Regions from separate parts of the Triticum aestivum genome. Here region 1 is linked to region 2. The links are chromatin contacts, called in public Hi-C maps. All regions are on one chromosome and are shown on one strand. Each heading gives the region's core, a stretch centred on a gene start, on an enhancer-like site or on the middle of the called end of the contact. The rest is flanking DNA. Distances are from core to core; before and after follow the strand shown.

Evidence for each region. A called contact is a pair of places that touch in the nucleus more often than the background predicts.
Region 1: a contact with region 2 is called in a Hi-C map of leaf, with 7 times the contacts expected there. The contact joins two enhancer-like sites. A contact is called at or near these places in 2 of 5 Hi-C or Micro-C datasets (both in leaf).

The regions. Positions count from the first base shown.
Region 1 is chr4D:495,861,934-495,867,202 of IWGSC CS RefSeq v2.1, reverse strand. No RefSeq gene overlaps it. Among protein-coding and RNA genes, the nearest start is that of LOC123098976, 150 kb to the left of the region's middle. Within about 2 kb of position 2,207, at least 2 of the 8 cell types and tissues checked have an H3K27ac peak or open chromatin away from gene starts, as enhancers often do. A contact at or near this core is called in leaf, where this site is marked.
Region 2 is chr4D:495,423,807-495,429,791 of IWGSC CS RefSeq v2.1, reverse strand. No RefSeq gene overlaps it. Among protein-coding and RNA genes, the nearest start is that of LOC123100555, 140 kb to the left of the region's middle. Within about 2 kb of position 4,136, at least 3 of the 8 cell types and tissues checked have an H3K27ac peak or open chromatin away from gene starts, as enhancers often do. A contact at or near this core is called in leaf, where this site is marked.

The sequences.
Region 1 (5,269 bases), core at 958-3,457, 440 kb before region 2:
TATTTAAGGAAATTTCAATTTATTAAGTGCGTATCAACATATAATTGGAAAGTTCATCTAATATTTAAAATGTTCAATATATTGTCAAAATGTTTAGTGTGTATTCAAAAAATGTTAATCATATATTAAATAATTGTTCACCATGCATTTTAAAACTATTCACTGTGTATTGAAAAATAAAAACAAAAATAACTAAAGAAAAAAAACAAAGATATAAAGACCATAGCAAAAAAACATAACAATAAGCAACAGAAAAACTGCAGCAAAAGCAGCGAACAACAAAACAGCAAGAAAAGCCCCGACTTAGCCGGCCCAACTCGGTTTGCCAGTCGGGCATCACGGTGTCTGTTTGTTGAGCGGTGGGTAAAAATGGGTTGACGGCTCATGTACAGTAAGACTTTACCATTTTAGCCAATTTTTATCAGGAAAGAAACATTTCATAAAAACAATTCCAGAAATTTTATAAAGCAATTATGCTATAAAATAAATTATTTTTAGAAAAAATGTTCATCCCAATTTTGAAAAGTATATATGAATTAAAAAAAATCAAAAAATTTATAAAACGTTCTTGAACTTTCAAAATTATGCACAGATGTTAAAATCATCACTCGATGAAAAGCTCCTCCTCCTCCTCCTTATCCTACTGACTTGAAGTTTCGGTTGATGAGACCTAGCAACCGAAAAGGTGGACTTCCGCGAGAAAAGCTTTCTGCAACTAGAAAATTATGTCCGTGTATTAGTAAAATGTTCATGAATTTTGAAAAATGTTCCTAAATTGGAAATTTGTGTATGAATTTTAGGGAAAATGAATGTACGTGATTTTTATTTTCAAATTCATGGAATTCAGAAAATATCAATGAGTTTTCAAGTTGTTAATGAATTTGTAAATTATCCATGAATTTTAAAATCTTTAGAAATTAACGAAGTATCCCAGAATTAAAAAAGATAAAATCAAAAAAATATACAGAAAAATAAAAGAGTTCTAAAAAAATTATAGCAAGAACAGAAAAACCCGTGAAAAAGCAAACACATAACCGGAAAAAGAAAGAAAAAACTGGCGGAAGCCTGAGTTGAGCCAGCGCATGTGCGGTACAACCAACCGCTACGTGTGCCGACCCATGAGAAGGATTTTACTACATTAATTTTTTCGATAAATCCATATTTATATTTATATTTATTTAATTATGCTTTTATTTTTTAATATATTATTAACAGTTCTTAACATATCCTTTTAAATAAATATCGAAATTTTATACATATGAACATTTATTTAATGAGTGAGCAATATTTGGAATGTAAGAAATTATTTTTACACATATTAATAGTTTAAGAAAATGCAAACATTTTTAAAGCTTGTGAACACTTTTTAATGTCAAAAAAATATTAAATTATATGATGGTTTTTAAAAAGCATGAAATTTTTTTTAATTGTATGAACATTTTTGGTTTATAAACAATAATACTTGTAAATACCTGAACATTTTATAACCATGACCATTTTTCGTAAACATGAACAGTGTTCAAGTACTTTTAAAATGATGTGGTCATTTTTCATAGTATTTTTTTATCCATGATTTTGAACTGTTCTTATCAATAATTTAGTTATTATTTTTGTGTCCCATGATATGTTGTAATTTTTCAAGGACAATTTACAAAAAAATCTAGGGTTTTCACGCTATTTTTTGTAAAGTCCAGCCTATCGTTCGTAAATTCTCTAGTCATTAAGAGGTCCTCTTTGTAATTTATTTAGCTGAAAAGGGGCTTCTTATAATTACATGAGGGCCTGAAGTTTGTTTTGCATTTACAAAAGAAAAAAAAACAGTTAAAAGTGGGTCTTTTGTGGACAGGTGGATTTCTTCAGATCAAGAGCAGATTGGAGCACCCTACTGGACCGACTAGTCGTGTTTTAGCGGTTTCTAGCCTAGTTCTTCTGACAGCTTAAAAAAATAAGCCACGCTTTCCGGCTTCTCCCATAAGCCTTTTCCCATTTGCTGAAGCTTATGGGGTAGTTGTGGGATAATGAGTTCATACGCCCCAACAATTAGGGAAGGTGACTTATGAAAGAAGCCGGGGACAACTTATTTTTAAGCTATCAAAAGAACTGTGTCATCATTTAATGCGTAGAAAGGGAGCGTCTAGAGAACAGTCCAAACCCTCATACACCACTCATGTCATGGTCGATGAATATTGCTGCTCAATGTAAACGAAGGCGTCGATTATTGGTTGTCGTCGTTGTCTCGTTGATGCGTCCTGGTCACCTTTTGTATCGGTATGGACCAGTCAAGTAGAGGACAGAAGTTCCAGAGAAGAAAAGTAGGGACAAAGGACACTGCAGCCATTATGCCATCGACTCATATCACATCAGAGCTGTGTTAACGTGTTGCCGCTTTCGCCTCCCATGATGCCACGGCCGCAACCAAAACGACAAAGGATGCAAGAATTCTAGCTAGCTGCTGCTGTATATTTTCTTCGTCTTTGACATGATTAAATTAGATCAATCGTGTCTAGTCATTAACTGATAGACCGGCCAGAAGGCAAGATCGATTGGTGGAGTATCTTGTGCGTTGTACTAACATCTCAAACTTTCTATATAAAGCTTGGCAGATCTCCAAAAGTGGTCTAAGTGGTGACACTAGTAGGATCTACACCGTCAGGTCTCTCTGCTGCACGTACTTGCTTTAGTTTTGTGCTCTTGGTGATGTAACATACACAAACAAATCCGCTTAATTTGTGAGTGTAGTTGATGTCTACATCTATAACATCCATATAACCTTCAAAGTGTATCATGGACATCATTAAGAACCCACATGAGGCATCACCTTCTCTCTTGCCCATTCCCTCCCGTGTGGCCAATAATACGAGAAGAGACACACCGACAACACCCTAGTGGCAAATCAGGACCGTCGCCAAATCATTGTCCACCAGCCTAGGCACGGTCACCGGACTCAATGTCTGCTTCGACATTCTCTCCATCTCCATCTCCTCTCTCCCTTTGCTAGTGCCTACGCTGCCATGGCTCACAGTCTACGTCTCTGGATGCCAGGGCAAGGTCTTGGGTGGCGTTAGTCTCCGATGCGCATGTGGCGTCCGGGTTCGTGTTCATCTAACCGCATCCTACGGCAAGTCCTCCTACCATAATGCAATGTAAAACAAGTATGTGTTTGGTACTTAGGTGATGGAGTTTCTGTTTTCTCAACTTTTCACTTCCTCTTGTTACTTAGCAAAATTTTGTTTTATCCCCGGCTTATTCCGTTGATTCTAGATTGTGGTTTTGTTGGCTATGTGCATCCTTGATGCAAAGAACGGAGGGCTTGAACACTTTATAGTTCTTTGAGCTAAATAATTTTCAAAACCAATAATAAAAGGAGATTATTTTTCAAAAGGAAGTGTCACTTTGCTTATGTCAATAAAGGAAGAGGAAATGTCACTGTTGCGGAAAGAAGAAATTAAATGTCACTATGCTCATAGCGCCAAATATATGCTAGGACAAAAGCATATATGCCGTAGATGCGACGACAAACCGGTGGCCACATCTAACCATACAGGTGATCAATTTTCTGTTTCTCGACTTTTCACTTGGGTGACCAATATATAACCATACAGGTATGTGTTGGGAGAATTTTGTGTTATCACCAGGATTGTTTATTCCCTTGGTTCTCAGCTTGTAGTTTTTTTTTAGAAGTTCTCAGCTTTCAAGTCCTGGTGTTATCACCAGGTTTCAGGATTGTTTATTCCCTTGGTTCAAAAAAAAAAGGAAAGAAAGAGGAAATTCCGGAATACTGTGTTAAAAAAAAATATGAAAGAAAGAGGAAATGTCAGTGTCCTGGGAAAGAGGAAATAATGTCACTACACAAATTAATGTCACTATACCGGTAGCGCCAAATATATGCTAGGACAAAAGCATATATACAGTTCCCCGCAAAAAAAAGAGAGAGCATATATACAGTTGATGCAACGACAACACTGGCAACACGATCTAGGGGGAAGATCACCAAAATCTGTGGCCCGCGGTCGTACGCCGACTGGTGCGGTGCCACGAGACCTGTCCCCCAAGGTTAGCAAGTAGACAGACACATGCATCCTAGCTAACATGTACTACTACATACTCAAGTCCCTACCAATTATAGTCTGTCCTACCTTGAAAACTCACATATGCACCCTGCTGCTATGTTGGCTTCGTAAGCGGATGCCAGAAATGTAGTGCTCCTTGGCCTGTAATGCGGTGTGGGTTACCGGCTGGTGCAGGTTGATTGCATGTCGAAGCAACACGTGCCCCAAACCAAACATGGTGCTTGCTGTGTGGTTGCTCCTCACCGGATCAGTAGCAGCTACAGTGAGTGGCGCTTGGACCCGGCCATGGGTTGGGAGTCGTTATATATGGCCAAGGGTTTGTGTTTGTGGCACCCCATATGCCATAAATTATTAATGACCACTTGGAAGTTGGAATTAACATTTCTTATTTCGTATGTTTGGAACTAAGATTGTACTTGTAGGAGCCATTGCCAGATCGCTGCAACACAAAACAAAGAACGGGCACAGTAGCTAGGGACGTGTTTGGTTGCCGTAGGAGCCGGGCCTGGCTAGCTCAGCCGGTTGAGCCTGGTTGAAGGAAAACAGGTAAAAAGTCGACATCTGCATATTGTTTGGTTGCCTGCATTTAGACTCCCGCATTAAGTGAGCAATTTTGGCATGTTGTTTGGTTGCCTGCATTGGCTCGACTCACGGAACTACACGGTGTTTGGTTGTATATGCGGGATACAATTAAGAGCTAACACTTACACTTAACACACACACTGTGCCTCGCTACTGCGGTGAACGGTGATCGTGGCACCACGTCCGACACGATGAGCACGGAGTCTCGGGCGAGCATTCTTGCCTGCGCCACGGTGAACTAGTTGCTAGCATCGCCGCCACAGAGAAAGTCTGTGCGGAGGAGCGGTGAGGCTAAGGAACGGGGAGGAGAAATGCAGTGCGTGCCGGACCATGGCGACTGCGGTGGACGGTGGCCATGGCTCCACGTCCGACATGACGAGCATGGAGTCGTGTGCGAGCGACCTCGTCGGCGGTGTGGCGAACTAGTTGCTAGCCTCGTTGCCACAGAGAAAGTCCGCACGGAGACAGAGGACAGAGGAGGAGAAATGCAATGCCCGCGCCATGGTTGCGTCAGTGCAGTAGGACGAGAGAGAGGAGGCCGAGATGAACGATGCCGGAAACGACTCAACTGTAGTAGGACGCGGGCAAGGAGGTCAAGAGGAACGGCACTGCCATCG
Region 2 (5,985 bases), core at 2,887-5,386:
CACCGCTATCTGGTGGGTGACCGGTGGAGTTTCGGTTTCTCCCTGATCGGTTTTAGGCCCGATCCGATCATAATCTGTGGCGATTCCCAAAGCGGCGATGCGATCTAGGAGCTCATTTAAGGACGACAACTCTGCCGGATCCATCAGCTTGGAGTGTTCGGATTCGATGCGAAGGGGGTTTTTGATGGCCCGAGAGGTCATCGTCGGCTTAACGGCCGAACGGGCGATCATGGTAAAGCCGCCCAGCCGGAGGGTTTGGCCTGGGGCCAGAACTCCCCCGGGGGTGATGTTGTCTTTAAGGACAAGGCGAGTCATCGAATCTTTCGTCGACGTCACAGTGGAACTCTCAATGAAAACACCAATGTCGTTGTCAAAACCAGCAGATCTCGGGTAGGGGGTCCCGAACTGTGCGTCTAAGGTCGATGGTAACAGGAGACGGGGGACACGATGTTTACCCAGGTTCGGGCCCTCTCTATGGAGGTAATACCCTACTTCCTGCTTGATTGATCTTGATGAATATGAGTATTACATGAGTTGATCTACCACGAGATCGTAATGGCTAAACCCTAGAAATCTAGCATGTATGACTATGGCAATGAGTATATCCTTTCCGGACTACCCCCTCCGATTTATATAGACACCGGGGGGATCTGGGGTTACATAGAGTCGGTTACATTAGAAGGAATCTTCATAGTCGGTCGCCAAGCTTGCCTTCCACGCCATGGAGAGTCCAATCCGGACAAAGGGTACAGTCTTCGGCCTTCATGTCTTCACAGCCCATCAGTTCGGCCCCTGGATAACAGGCCGGACGCCCGAGGACCCCTTAATCCAGGACTCCCTCACTCGGCATCTATTTACAACAGCTTGTCATCATGGAGCAGTAGAATTTCTGGGTCGGGATCTTGATTTTATGGATAAGACCGATCCATTTGATTGTGACTGCCGAAAACTTTAGCTGAGTTAGATGCCATTGTCCTGTTCAATCTGGATTTTGTCTAAACCTGATGAGCAATTAATCCTCGTGCTTTTCTAATGTTTCTTAGCTGGAGTTAGATATTGTTGCCCTTTTAAAACTCGGCTTTGACCCATATTTTCTTTCATACAGGGCCAATGGCTTGCCATTTCTTTAATTAAGACATCAATATTATAAGCATTCACAACATAGGGAAAGAACATCACTCTCGCGGGATCCTTGAAATCTTTGTTCATTACAGAACCGCAAGTTCTTAGCGCCCACCAGCACCCACAAACTTATTTTCAATTTGCACACCAAATGGGCTGTAATTCTTAATAAGAAAAGCTGCATGGTAGTGACAGATTTGGATTTATCATTTGGGAGCCACGAGGAAAAAGCCTATCCAGGGTGGTGCCGACTCGACAGTAAACATTGAGAAACCTGGTTTTAAAATTACTATAAATCCAAAACTCCCCTCAAAATCATGAAACTTGGCATGGTGTTATGTCATAGCACCAACATGTTGTGCTAAAAAATTAGTCCAATTTGGGACAAGTTTTAGTACAAACTTCTTACAAACTGGAGCTTCTCTCAAAAAGGCTCATGGTGCCGAGAGGGACCTTGTCACCTATGTGTGCGAAACGACATACGCTGTCTCTTCCCGCCTTGATTTATTTTACAGAGGCAACATGCAACTATAGTAGCGTCGTCCTAAAAATGTGAAATTATTCACGGTTCGTTTTGCCTTTTTATACATTATTTGAGTTCCCTAGGCATTTTGGAACGTACTTTGGTGTGTGCAAAGGTCATGTGTGTACTAGCCACATATGTAATTGGATGTTCAATCTGTTTATGAAATCAAGTCCTTATAAGTTATAAGTACATATGCTGTTGTTCTGTATGCAATGACATCGCACACGGACCATACTGGGGAACCCGTCGGTGATGATTGCATCAATCGCTAACAATTGTATGCCGCCAAGCGTTTGCCCACAGCACACACGGCTTATTAGCAGCAATCGTCTTTGTTATTATCAGTCTTCCCACACATTTCTGATTGCAGACCTGTTTGTCGCGTATCACACACATCTTGCTATATTGAACCGTTTCTGTTCTCGTGGCTCAAAGCAAACAATTCATCCGAGTGAACCGCATGCCGTATATCGCACACACCTTGATCTGGCTGACCGTTTCTTTTGTGTTGTCTAATCACAAACAGTTCATCCGAGTGAATCGTATGTTTTATATCGCACACACCTTCATCTAGCCGCCCGTTTCTTTTGTTCCTCCGCATCGCAAACAGTTAATTGAACTAAACTATATGCCGTACATCGCACACGCAACTAAAATCTGAACTGTGTTTGATGCATCCGCCATCGCAAACGTTTTGCACCTTTTTTGACGGGTTTTTTACACCACCGTTTGTGATTATTGCATTGCACACAATTTCATCGAAGGGTCTCTGATCGTAGTGTCGCGTTAGCAGCAACCTGCAGTAGTGATACTTACAATGATAAAGTAGTATATATACTACTACATGATAATATATGAGATATGAGGGTAAGTACCCCAGGTGGTAGGAAGTATTTTCCCTATATATATGTCGTCCCTTGCTCGACCGTTGTTTCACGTGAACAAAGAATCATGACCCCCCCGCCCCATCCCCTCATCCTCCTAGCTTGATCCCAGCATCTTGAACAAGAACCGAAACTCAACACCCCCAACTTCACCCTAACCTAGTGCCCCCACCCCCACCTCCGATCACGTCCCTCCTCAACATCGCCACAACTACCATTACTAGCCCGCGCTAGTTCAGGTTCGAGAACACTTGGCTCCTCAACCCTTTCTGCCTATCAACCATCCTCCCAGACTCATATAGACAGGTTGCCTTGCTGGTTAGGGGCACTTCTTACAACCTCACTTCTCAGATAAATTCTTCAGGTATTGCCAATGTTTCGAAGAAGGATCACCGCTTTGTCCCCTTTCTTGGTAATAACTGCAAATTCTTCATTGATCTGCTTGATTTGCTTGGAGAAATTTTGGAATCTTTAAGGTGGCAAGTCTGCTCTCTGAGCAGACACTCGTCCGGTGTTTTCTCTCCCGGTCTGAAGGCAGGCCACCGTCTAGAGAAAAGAGGGGCAATTTCTATGTAATTGTGGACGGGGATGAGTACACTCTTTTTTTATGTACCAACACATGCATCCTAATGCTTATGTCAAAACCACATCCATGCATGCGCTTCTTGTCTCCGTAGATGAGGTAGCCACACACAACAAAAAGGCAAGTGTATTCCAGTCCTGCTCCAAGCTCCTAGGCGCGGTGCTAGAACAGGTATTTGCCAGTGGCCTCGCAACCTCTACTCAAGTGCTCTGGTGGCTGATGGGCCATTGTTGGAAGCCCATTTCCCCCCATTAGAAACCCAGGAAAAATGAATGTGGTCCATGATCGGTCTCACACCAGGGTGGGGTGGGCTTGGGCCTAGCTTTTACAAGGCTACGTATGTACGAGGAGGGGCCCTCTAACCCACACCGCCCTAACTGGTCTACAGCCCCACCTCACCAATGCATCCCCCAATGCGTGTCTGCCCTCCCCGCATGTGTGCGCCTCCCCAAGCCGTGGCACCTCATGACCATTGTGCGCCAAGGTTGTTAACATGCTTTCTCTGTCACGGCTAACTCGAGGTATTGTAGCCCGTCGTGCACCATGGCGCAATCCTAGTCCGCCGGCATGGTCTCCTCCGCACCGGTGCCCCATTGGTTTACTCTCGAAAGAGTTCGGTGAAATAGTTTCTTCATGTACCTTCATGTTTTATCTATAATTTTAGTTTGTTTTGACCATATGTTACATTTGACTTTGAAATTGGAATATAAATATTATTGAAATATATGCGATAGAAAATAATTTTTTGAAGCATTGTAGTGTCAGGTGCACGCCCTTAAGACTGAGAGGCCTAAAAGAATTATTTTTAGAGACCTTTTGTAATTTTTCCAAGATGCTTTTAATGAAGGCCAGATATAAAATTAATTGATATTCGCTCCCCGGGCCTCTTTCTTCGACTTGGACGTGCCACGTGAGACAGTGATAAGTGACAACGAACGACGAGGGCCCCTGACCTGGACCAATCACTAGTAGCTGATCAGCGATCGGTATCGATCCCCACAAGGCGAACAGCAATGGCAACGTCCACCTACACAGCCGGTAACCCACCCAGTAAGCGGCCAAAAGACATCCCATCTTCGAGTAGTGCTGTATGCAGTATGCCCATCTGGCCATCTGTGTAGTAACTAGGAACCGGACAAGTTGAGAGTAGCTATCTACCTCAGCTAGGTGAAATGGAGATGGGACCTGACGTACGGTCACACCACATGCACGTCAGCTTGGCAACTCTCAGCATATGGAACCCGCACCATAGACATTGTGATGCTCTAGCTAGTAGGAGTACTCTAGTACTCTATTTGTTTGCTGGTAAAGATCCATCGATCTTTTTTCTATATGTGGCTATGCACGCGTTGGTGCCTGACGGCTCAGGCCATCTAGCTAGCTAGGATTAATGGCGACCTCATGGATGCATTAACAACATCCGCTGTCGGCTTCATTACTTTTACCTTTCGCTCGCACGAACAGTTCGTGTTAATCAAGTCCCAACAACTTAGTTAATAGTCATTGCCAGCAATAGTATGGAAATCATATATAGAACGAACTGATTACGTCGACGCAATGATGATGTCTCAATACATGCCAAGATTTTGCCACTCGTGGTCCAGTTTGCATAAGTTTTGTTTCTTTACAAACTACTCCAAGTAGTGACCAAAAGGATCCTATAAAAGTTTATAGAGGTAGTAGTTTGCATGCAATCTCAAATAAAACTTCAGACTAAGTGGGCGCATTGGGGATGCTGTGGAGGAAGAGGGAGAAGAATGACCCCCTACAAAAAAGGTCGGTCCATCTCTCAAGTTCCTGTATATATGGTGTACCCTCACCCACTCACTGTTATTTTGACTGTCGGTGATGTCCGTTCTTCATCTCTCAAGTGGTTGTATATATGATGTACACTCATGCACTCACTGTTATTTCAGCTGTCGGTGATAGTCGTCCTTCACCTTCTCCTCCTACTTTATCAAGGTGAGGAAAAGAAGAAGAAGGACGACCGCTACGACAACAGTCGGTGTCCTCCTCTTAAAACAACTCACATATCAGTGTGTGGATTAAGAGTGAGTATTGTCCACTCGAATGAAAAAAAAAAATTTAAGTGGCTCATCCAAAAAAGGTTCAAAAAATTACAGAAAAAATCGGCATGACCTTTGCTAGAAATTGGACATATTGAGTGTCAAAAATTAAGCGAAACGGAAGTTAACCAACGTTTCGCGAAAACATTGGTACACATTATGAATATCTGCATCATGAATAAAATATGATACTATATGTTCGCCAATATGCAGTATGTATTCTCTACCACAAGCCATCAAATTTGAGACGTCTAATTAGAATGATTCAATGGTACATCCTATAACAAAATTTTACTACACTAACAAGATATTGCTAACAAAAGCCATCAACTTTTACTACAATAACAAAATATTGCTAATGTAAAAGTACAGTAACTAAGAACAACTACAATCTACAATAAGAGAGCTGAGATATGGTTACCGGGGCGGACGAAGACGACGTGAGGTTGACGGGGGGAAACTGACAATGTTTGAGGCAGCGGATGGCGCGGGACATGGTGGCTGGGAGGATGTTGGAGGCGGCGGCGGACGGCGAGGGCAATAAAGACCGAGTTGGCGACGAATGGCATGGGCGACGGGGATCATTGGCTCAGTGACGCCGTTCGAGGCGGCGAACGGTGACCGCGACGGTGGAGGATGCCACGACGACAGCAACGGTGGTGAAGCGAGCGAGAATTAGAAAGAGACTTGTGTGTCTGGATAAGGTGTGAGTGGCTGCGGGTCCGAGGGGCAGGTGGATAAGGGCGTGCACAGCTGTGATGGGCGAGAGAGAGTACCCTCCACTGCTGTTATTCGCCCGCGAAG